3 separate regions of the Sus scrofa genome follow, and all the other regions are linked to region 1. Evidence: chromatin contacts called from public Hi-C and HiChIP or PLAC-seq data. All regions are on one chromosome and are shown on one strand. Each heading gives the region's core, a stretch centred on a gene start, on an enhancer-like site or on the middle of the called end of the contact. The rest is flanking DNA. Distances are from core to core; before and after follow the strand shown.

What was found. A called contact is a pair of places that touch in the nucleus more often than the background predicts. HiChIP or PLAC-seq counts read pairs in DNA pulled down with a chosen protein or histone mark.
Region 2: an H3K27ac HiChIP or PLAC-seq map of alveolar macrophages shows a contact between it and region 1. The contact joins the promoter of CNOT10 here to the promoter of CMTM7 in region 1. A contact is called at or near these places in 1 of 47 Hi-C or Micro-C datasets (embryonic fibroblasts) and 1 of 2 datasets of contacts at active chromatin or transcription factors (alveolar macrophages).
Region 3: a Hi-C map of alveolar macrophages shows a contact between it and region 1, with 4 times the contacts expected there. The contact joins the enhancer-like site here to the promoter of CMTM7 in region 1. A contact is called at or near these places in 10 of 47 Hi-C or Micro-C datasets (alveolar macrophages, embryonic fibroblasts, fetal heart ventricle and 7 more) and 2 of 2 datasets of contacts at active chromatin or transcription factors (alveolar macrophages and skeletal muscle).

Annotation. Positions count from the first base shown.
Region 1 is chr13:18,370,672-18,373,780 of Sscrofa11.1, forward strand. It overlaps CMTM7 (CKLF like MARVEL transmembrane domain containing 7), which reads left to right and starts at 1,500. Exons shown (of 5, transcript NM_001243922.1): 1 at 1,500-1,713. The coding sequence starts at 1,555.
Region 2 is chr13:18,647,870-18,651,291 of Sscrofa11.1, forward strand. CNOT10 (CCR4-NOT transcription complex subunit 10) reads left to right here and starts at 1,856. Exons shown (of 17, transcript XM_021071550.1): 1 at 1,856-2,139. It overlaps LOC110256561 (a long non-coding RNA gene), which reads right to left and starts at 1,771. Exons shown (of 4, transcript XR_002338194.1): 1 at 1,684-1,771.
Region 3 is chr13:18,081,321-18,084,291 of Sscrofa11.1, forward strand. No RefSeq gene overlaps it. Among named protein-coding and RNA genes, the nearest start is that of GPD1L, 44 kb to the right of the region's middle. Within about 2 kb of position 1,566, at least 13 of the 83 cell types and tissues checked have an H3K27ac peak or open chromatin away from gene starts, as enhancers often do. A contact at or near this core is called in alveolar macrophages and liver, where this site is marked.

The sequences.
Region 1 (3,109 bases), core at 250-2,749:
TATGGAGGCTCCCAGGCTAGGGGTCAAATTGGAGCTGCAGGTGCCAGCCTACACCACAGCTTACGGCAACACTGGATCCTTAACCCACTGAGCGAGGCCAGGGATGGAACCTGAAACCTCATGGTTCCTAGTCGGATTCATTTCTGCTGTGCCAAGATGGGAACTTCTGGAAATTTTCAAATGTACACAAAAGTGGAGAAAATAGTGTAGTGAAACCCCAACTGCCTCAACTTTGGCAATGACTGGTGCTCAAACTTGAGATTTTATCAGAATCACCTGGGAAACTTATCAAAGCAGAGATTGCATGAGTATCTCCACTTTCTAGAATCATCAAGACAGTCTCCTGACGACAGCACAGCCCTGGCATCCAGTGATCTCTTAGAGAGAGATTTTTGCATTATCTCCAAGTTTTTTTGAGAAATAACAAGATTGGCCACAGGGACACTCTGCTCAAAGAGAACACCGATAACATCTCACTTCAGTAGTCCTGTTTGCACCTGTCTTCAATTTAAAAGTAACCCAGGGAGTTCCTGCTATGGCTCAGCGGATTAAGAACCACACCTAGTGTCCATGAGGATGCCAGTTTGATCCCTGGTCTCGCCCAGTGGTTTAAGGATCCAGTGTTGCCATGAGCTGTGGTGTAGGCCAGCAGCAACAGCTCCAATTAAACCTCTAGCCTGGGAACTTGATATGCCACGGATGCAGCCCTAAAAAGACAAAAAATAAAATGAAAGTAACCCCAAAGGAGGGCAACATGGCTTGGATAACTGGCCGCTCCTATTAGAGGTAAACCTATGCTCTCCATGTGACTCAGCAAACCCACTCATAGGTATTTATCCAAAGAATTGAGAGCTTGTTTATGTCCACCAAAAAATCTCACCAGAATATTCACCACAGTTTTATTGGGCACACAGAATTCATCTCAATGTGTTGTACTGAGTGAAAGAAGCCAGACACAAATGAGAATATTGCTGTATTATTTAAAGTATATCAAGTCTGAGAAGAGAGGACACGAATCTGTAGTGACACAAGGGGGAAAGCACAAGTATTGGCATGTTCTATTGGTTGCTGGGGCGGGGGGGTTACACAGGTGTACGTACACATACAGAACAATTAACGGAGCTGAACACGGAGGGTTTGGGCATTTCAGTGTATGCGAGTTACACTTCAATCAAGCGCTCTTAGCACACATTCGCAGGCGCGCCCACACCAAATCCCAGGAGGCCCAAACCCAGCTGTGCCCGGGCCTCGCCCACCTCGGAAAGGCCACGGCCCAGGGCGTTGGTTTCCCTCCTCCCTCCAGCCCGACTTCCGCGCCTCCCCGAGGGCTAGGGGGTGCAGCCACCTTTCCGGAGATCGCGAACCGGGCCCTCCCCGGCCAGGTCCCGCCGAGGCTGGGTGAGCGTCCCCGCGCGGGCCCGGGGCGCTAGCGCCTCTCCCGGACGCTAGGGTCCCGCCCCGCGGCCCCGCCCCGCCCCGCGGCCCCACTCCGCCCCTTCGCAGCTGGCCTTCGGCCCCGGCCGGAGGAGGCGGCGGGCGGGCAGGGGCTGCGAAATGTCGCACGGAGCTGGGCTCGTTCGCACCACGTGCAGCAGCGGCAGCTCCTCGGGACCCGGTGCTGGCGCGGGGCAGCCGGGCGCGGGCTCGTCGGAAGGGCTGCTGGACCCCTTCTACCCCCGCACCCACGCGGCGCTGCTGAAAGTGGCGCAGATGGTGAGAGAGGCTCGGGAGCGGGCCGGGGGTCACACGGGGAGACCTGGAGGGCAGAGTCCGGGGAGGGATCGCGCCCGCCGCCGGAGCATCCCGCCCCCCCGGCGGAGAGCGTACCGCCCAAGTCAAGTCGGAGGGGGCTTCCTCGGGCGAGTTGAGCGTGCAGCTCCCGCGCTGGAACTCCGCCCCACTCGGTCTGCTCCAGCAGCCCCCGCTCCGGGGTCCCAAGTGTTTCCAGCAGTTCTGAGGGGCCTGCCCGCTCGTGACCGAAGCCGCCGCCAAAGTTCCTGTGCGTCTTCCTTCCTTTTCTCGGGCCGCGCAGCTTCGGACCCGAGCCGGGAGGGGAGAGTGCCCGGGCAGCGGCACTCAGGCCGCGGAACCCGACCTCTTCTCGGCCGCGGCCGCCTCTTTTCTGGAGCCGCGCGCCGCGGGGCTTCCTCCTCCGAGCGCGGAGTCCGAAGGCCTGGCTTCCCGGAGCGGAGCGGGGCGGGGAGAGAAAGCATCCGTGCGGCAGCCGTCAAGCTTCAAAGGGGGTCTCGCGGCCGTTGGACGGCAGCGGTCACTGGGGAACGTCGATTTTGGGGAGCCGGGGTCGCCAGACTGGGGGTCATTTTGGAGACGGGCAGGACGAAAGCCCAGGCGCCGAGTGCGACCAGAGCTGCAGGAACCTCCACCAGGGCAGACCTTCCCGGCCTGAGCCCTTGTTCCGCACTGTTTTCTCCCTTCCCGTTTTTTTTTTTTCTTCCTTAAAATATTTAAATCTTAAGGAAAACACCTTTCCCGTTTGTTGGATATGTTTTGAAACTGAGCTGGGCTGTTCTGTGACTCCACTCATTGTACTGTTTGCAGCCGGAATGGTGGACGGGGAAGTGGTAATTTTGAAAGGGGGTGTGAAGGAAGGGATGTGGGTTAGCCACCCGGTCACAGAGCCAGAGCCAGGGCCAGGGCAGCTGCATCAGCCCCAGGGATGGGCGCGGGATGAGGTCTGTCCAAGTATCCACAGCGCTGTTGCTCTGGATGCTGAGTGTGTACAGAGGGCTCTGGTTTTCTGCTTGGCCAGACCTGAAAGGAAGGGGGATTGAGTTCCCTTTTCTCGAAGAGCATTGAAGTGGACCAAAAATTAGAAAGTAGGGGCATTTTAGCTATTAACAAAAAAAATTATGTTGAGCTGTGTTGGTTTTGAGCAAGGCTTTTTTTTTTTTTTCTTTTTTCTTTCTTTTTTTTTTTTTTGATTTAGGCTAAGCGGTCTGATCAGTCAAATTGAGGGGGCTAGCCTACCTCCGCATCCTTAAAAAAATGGGTGGGGGTGGGTCAGGCCCCAGCTGAGCTGTATGGTGAGTTTGGTGGACAAAGATTGTAATCAGAGCCTCCATCTTGGTCCATGAGTTTAATGGACAAA
Region 2 (3,422 bases), core at 606-3,105, 280 kb after region 1:
AAGGTCAACATCACCAAGTCATTGTGATAGTGCCTAGTCTCAATTTGATGCAATGAGAATGGCAAGTCACCCTGTGGTGTTTCTGCTAAAAATCTATAACCCTAGTCTAACCATGAAATAAAAAACAGTGGATGGAGTTCCTGTCATGGCTCAGCAGAAATGAATCTGACGAGTATCTGTGAGGACACAGGTTCAATCCCTGGCCTTGCTCAGTGGGTTAAGGATCCGGTGTTGCTGTGGCTGTGGTGTAGGCCAGCAGCTACAAGTTCAATTTGACTCCTAGCCTGGGAACCTCCATAATGCTATGACTGTGGCCTTAAGAGGACAAAAACAAAAAAACAATTAACCCATTCTTCAAAAACCTTGACTGGTACTCTTCAAAGCTGTCAACGTCATCAAGAACAAGGAAAATCTGGAATTCCCATCCTGGCTCAGTGGTTAACAAATCTGATTAGGAACCATGAGGTTGTGGGTTCAATCCCTGGCCTCGATCAGTGGGTTAAGGATCCGGCGTTGCCGTGAGCTGTGTAGGTCACAGATGAGGCTTGGATCCTGAGTTGCTGTGGCTCTGGCATAGGGTGGTGGCTACAGCTCTGATTAGACCCATAGCCTGGGAACCTGCATATGTCACAGGTGCAGCCCTAGAAGAACACACACACACAAAAAAAAAAAAGAATAAGGAAAATCTGAGAAGCAATAACAGCCAAGAATAGCCTGAGAAAGAATTCCCATAGTGGCCCAGCAGGTAAAGAACCTGACATAGTGTCCATGAGGATGTAGCTTCCTTCCCAGGCCCTTCCCTGTGGGTTAAGGATCTGGCTTGGCCACAAGTTGTGGTGTAGGTCACAGATGGGGCTCAGATCCTTGTGGCTCAGATCTGTCACTGCCCTGGCTGTGGTGTAAGCCTGCAGCTGCAGCTCCATTTAGACCCCTAGCCCAGGGATTTCCATATGCTGCAGATGTGGATGTAAAAAGGAAAAAAAGAATAGCTTATGGAGACATGAATAAATTTAATGTGGTATCCTGGAAAAGATCCTGGAACAGAAAGGGGACCGTAACTGAAAACTGGTGAATGGGAGTCCCTGTCGTGGCTCAATGGTTAACGAATCCGACTAGGAACCATGAGGTTGAGGGTTCGATCCCTGGCCTTGCTCAGTGGTTAACGATCCCGCGTTGCTGTGAGCTGTGGTGTAAGTTCCAGACGCGGCTCGGATCCCACATTGCTGTGGCTCTGCTGTAGGCCATTAGACCCCTAGCCTGGGAACCCCCATATGCCGAGGGAGTGGCCCTAGAAAAGGCAAAAAGACCAAAAAAAAAAAAAAAAAGAAAGAAAGAAAACTGGTGAAGTTGAAAAAAAAATTAATAGTAATATGCTAATGGTGGTTTCTTAGATGTGACAGATGTGTCGTAGTGACTTAATAATACTCAAAACGCTCACAAGAGCTCCATGTATCATTTCTGCAATTTTATATACATCTAAAACTTCTAAAACAAAATGTTTTGTTTTGACTTTAAATGGGGAAGGGAAAGGGCAACAGTGCCTTCTCAGAGATCTGTGAGAAATCAATGAGTATACAAGCCAAGTGCAAGCCTTAAGCTTAGCTAAGCTTAGCCTTAAGCTTAGATGTCAAGTGCAGTTATGTGGTTTTCCGTAAAATGAGGGACAAAAGGGCTGATACTTACGAAGTCTAACCAGGACAAGCACAAACACTAGCGCACAGCTTTCTCCCAGAGGTGCGGTTGAGCGTACTTCCGGACGGGAGCGCGCGCTCACGCTGCGGGGGGCGGGGCGCCGGGGACGCCAGCGTGGGGCGGGACCAGCCGCAGTTCCCACGCCGGCTGCGGCCCCCGGAAGTAGTGTGTCAGGGGACTCGGCGAGGCGGAAGCCGGGCATGGCTGGAGGCGGTGGCACCGCCCTGGCGGAGACGCTGCTGCTGTTGCTAGACTACGCGAGCTAGCCTTCGTCACTTCCTCAGCCCGCCGTCTGCCCACTCCACAGACCGGAACCCGGGGAGTGGGTGCAGACTTTTCCTCCGAGGTCCAGGACAGCGGTCGGCCGGGCAGCTGGAGTGGAGGCCACGCCACCTGCGGGGAAGAACCTGAGCCGAGGCGGGAAGATGGCTGCAGACAAGCCCTCAGGTGAGGTGCCCGCGCCCAGCGATCAGGGTCGAAACGGGACACGCGGGAGCAGGCAGACCCTGCGCTTCGGCGGAGGAGCTCCGGTTGGGGACTGGAGGTTGGGGACTCTAGGGTGACTCTAATTGGGGCGTGCCATTTCTCTCCCCATCCTCTCCCTCTGAGGGGCTAATGTGAGTCTTTGGGCCCGATGTCAGATAGTTTCTTACCAAGTGTGGCGTGAAGCTACTTCTGCCCTCCTTTGCCCCGCTCTCCGGAATAGCTCTGGTTTAAAAAGCTTAAACCTATGTGGCCGCTTCACAGATTTTCTGACTTCCCTTTGGGGAAAGCAGAGCAAGGAAAGTTCACCCTGGAAAAAGAGCTACCTTGATTTCCCCTGGCTCCGGCCAGGACTTCCCTGGCTGGTCACGGCGACATCAGCTTGCCTCTGGTCGGCCACGTCGTATATAATTAGCTTTATGAAAACCATTTATTTAAATGGGAATAACTTTATTGTGTCTCACTTCAGACTCTGCTTTTTAATATCTTGCGTGTGGAACCTGTTTTCCCCTAGTTCCTCAAGACTAATTTATCGTGACGATTTTCTTTATGGATTACTACCCCCTTCCTAAAAATCTTCTCCTTTGAAGAATATAAAATGCTTTCCTGCCTACTTTTGGGATGGTCTGGCCTATGTTTCCTGTAAGAAAATAATGTTCTCTGTGGCATCCATCCAGGTTTTGTTGGAATTTAAATGACAGGACTTAGAAGCAGTCAACACTTAAGATTTTTCACAGTAAAATTATTTTTAAAACTAAAATTAATTTAAAAAAGAAAAAAGGAAATCTCAAATGTAGTGTGTGTTTTAGTATGTCTTGATCTCAATAACTGAGAGTGGATCAGATATGGAAAGGCTCTCTAAGAGGTGACATTTGAACAAAGACTAAAGAGCCAGCCACAGGAAGCAAGAATGATGCAGATAGGTGGAGCAGCAGCTGTACAGACCCCTTGGAAAATGTACAGCAGGAAGACCTGGGAGCATAAGCACCTTGAGGACAGGCACTTTTGTCTGTGTTGGGGTTGTGTGCCGTTTCCAGCACCTGGACCAACTGCTGGCGTATCAGAGCACTCAGCGTATTTTATAGCATAGTGAGCAGAGGAGGTGAGGCAAGAGGCAAAGTCAGAGTTAGGGGGTGGGGGACAGCTTCTGTCAGTCTTTGTGGGCCATGGAAGAAGGTGAAATTTCGCTCTAACTTATGGGGAGCCATTGAGAGATGTCAGCAGTGGTGTCCTGTGAGCTGCTTCAT
Region 3 (2,971 bases), core at 316-2,815, 290 kb before region 1:
TAAGTGATAGCATCTGATGTTGGTGTCTCATTGTCTGACTGACTTCATTTAGCATGATAACTTCTAGGTCTATCCATGTTGCTGCAAATGCCGTTATTTCTTTCCTTTTAATGGCTGAGTAATATTCCATTGTGCCACATCTTCTTTAACCACTCCTCTGTCGAAGGACATTAGAATTTTTGTGCCTGTGCTCAGGAGGAGTTTTGATCTGTAATTTTCTATTCTTATGATATATTTGTCTGGCTTTGGTATCAGGGGAATGCTACCCTCACGAGTGGGGGTTCTTTGTTACTGTGGCCTAACCTACCCTAGCCTAACTGATACGGTTCCTGAAAAAATATGATGCAGTTCTGTACTTATAATCTCCAAGATACAGTGTTAGGTGGTAAATGAATGTTGCAGACTCTATGGTATATGGTGTGCTATCATTTGTATAGGGAAAACCTAATCTATAAACCCATATATATGCATAGCATTTCTCTGGAAGAACGCATAAGGAACTGAAAATAAGGCTACCTCTGTGAAGGAAAAGTGAGCCACTGGAGTAGTAGGAAGAAGACTTTTTTTTTCCTTTTTATCCTCTCTTACCTTTTGAAATTTGTAACATGTACAGGTACACCTATATACACATACCACTTTTATAAAAATATTTATATTATAAGGAAGCATAGCCGCAGATGAGGGTCACAGAAATAAGTTTTGGAAAGAAATGCTGGAGTAGGGCATTGGGCATTGTTCCTAGTTACATGGCCTCCAAACTTAACTCCTTGGCCCTCACTAAGCTTCTGTAAGAACCTTAATGTTGTTTGCTTTTTTTTTTTTTTTAATTTTAGGGCCACACCCACAGCATATAGAGGTTTTCAGGCTAGGGGTCGAATCAGAGCTGTAGCTACCGGCCTACACAACAGCCACAGCAACGCAGGATCCAAGCTGTGACTGCGACCTACACTACAGCTCACGGCAACACCAGATCCTTAACCCACTAAGCAAGGCTGGGGTTCGAACCTGCATCCTCATGGATGCTAGTCAGATTCGTTAACCGCTGAGCCGCAATGGGAACTCTGAGAACCTTAATGTTGTTTAAGGAGTTCCTTTTCTGCTTCATACAACTTCAACTAAGAATCTAGATTGATGTGATTACAGGGATGCCTAAAGGGACAGCCAAAGGAACTACATGCGTCTAAAAGGTTCCTTAGTGGAGCTCCCTGGTGGCTTAGTAGGTTAAGAGGCTGTCATTGTCACTGCTGTGGTGTGGGTTTGATCCCTGGCCTGGGAACTTCCATATGCTATGTACGCAGCCAAAAAAACAAAAATAAGAATAAAGCCCTGTAGTGACTATAAAGCAGGGTGGTTCCTACCACACACGGCAATGGTCATGGGAGAAAACTCTCTATCAGTTAATATCTGCATTACCTTTTGCCTAGTGAGCAAAGGTTGTTCTTGGGAAATGCTCGGCAATGCTAACCTTCTTTTCATTTCAAAACAGGGGCCTGCACAGCTGTGCTTTGCAGATGGTGAACAGCTTCCGCTATTTTTAGCCAAGACAGCTCTAAGCTGAGGAAGCATGCACAGGACCAAAATTCCCCCGAGCCCGCTTCACTTCCTCAGTAACACCCTCAATTCTGGGCCAGAGATGCCGCATTGCATCCACAGATCTGCATCAGCCCCCAGAAAAGCTATGTTCTTGCCTAGAGAGAAACAGCTCTGGAGTTCTAGGACACTAGATTCAGTGAGAATAGCCATGGCCAGCTGAGGGGTCGCTGATTTATGAAAAGATACGTAATGAACACCCTGCGTTGTCTACAATTATGTACGAAAATTATCAAATACAGATTGAAAGACACAGACCAAACTCATCAGGCTGGCTGAAGTCAGAGCACAGAGCCGGAGGGAAGTGGGGGTGGTGTCGTAATGAAAAGGGATTCCAGCTTCACCTGCAATGTTTCATATTCATTAATGAGAAGACTGGATGCAAATCAGACAAAATTAACCTAAATTTTTTTTTGGCTGCACTCTTGGCATGCAGCTTTATCGTCTCTAATGATCTGTACCTTGGTTGCGGAAGGTTCCTTCCATATTTTACCTGTGTTTCTCCTGCCCCACACATCACCAAAGAGTCTAGCAGTCCCTTTAAAAATCTTCTGACAAAAAAGAAGAAAAAATAAAATAAAATGAGTTCTGGAGTTTCCATTGTGGCACAGTGGAAAAAATTTGACTAGGAACCATGAGGTTGCGGGTTTGATCTCTGGCCTTGCTCAGTGGGTTAAGGATCTGGTGTTGCCATGAGTTGTGGTGTAGATCGCAGACTTGGCTCAAATCTGATGTTGCTGTGGCTGTGGTGTAGGCTGGCAGCTGTAGCTCCGACTGGACGCCTAGCCTGGGAACCTCCATGTGCCATGGGTGTGGCCCTAAAAAGAAGAAAAAAAAAAAAGAGTTCCTGCTGTGGCACAGTGGGATTGGCAATGTCTCTGTAGTGCTGGGACGGAAGTTTGATCCCAACCCAGCACAGTGGATCTGGCATCACCAGGGCTGTGGCCTAGGTTGTATCTGAGGCTTGGATCTGAACCCTGGCCCCTCGCCCTTGGCCCCTGGCCCGGGAAATCCAGATGCCATGGAGTAGCCAAAAAAGAAGGAAAAAAAAAATCTTTTGGGGGAACTCCCTGGTGGCTAGGTAGGATAAGGATCCAGCATTGATACTGCTGTGCTACTGGTTTGATCCCTGGCCTGGGAATTTTCTAACACCATGGGTGTGGCCCCCCCAAAAAAGATCTTTTGACTGACTGCCAAATTCTAAATGCCTCTTCCTCCCTTCCTTCCTCTCTTCCTACCTTTCATCCTTCTTCCCTCAATCCTTCCTTCCTTGGAGCTGGAGAACTCTGCTTTAGAGACTGCTGTCAGCTGGAATTGGATGTGAAAGGGGCAGGGCCTTTGGTTCCGGGAGAACTCCCATGGCATCTGCTATTTTGGTCTG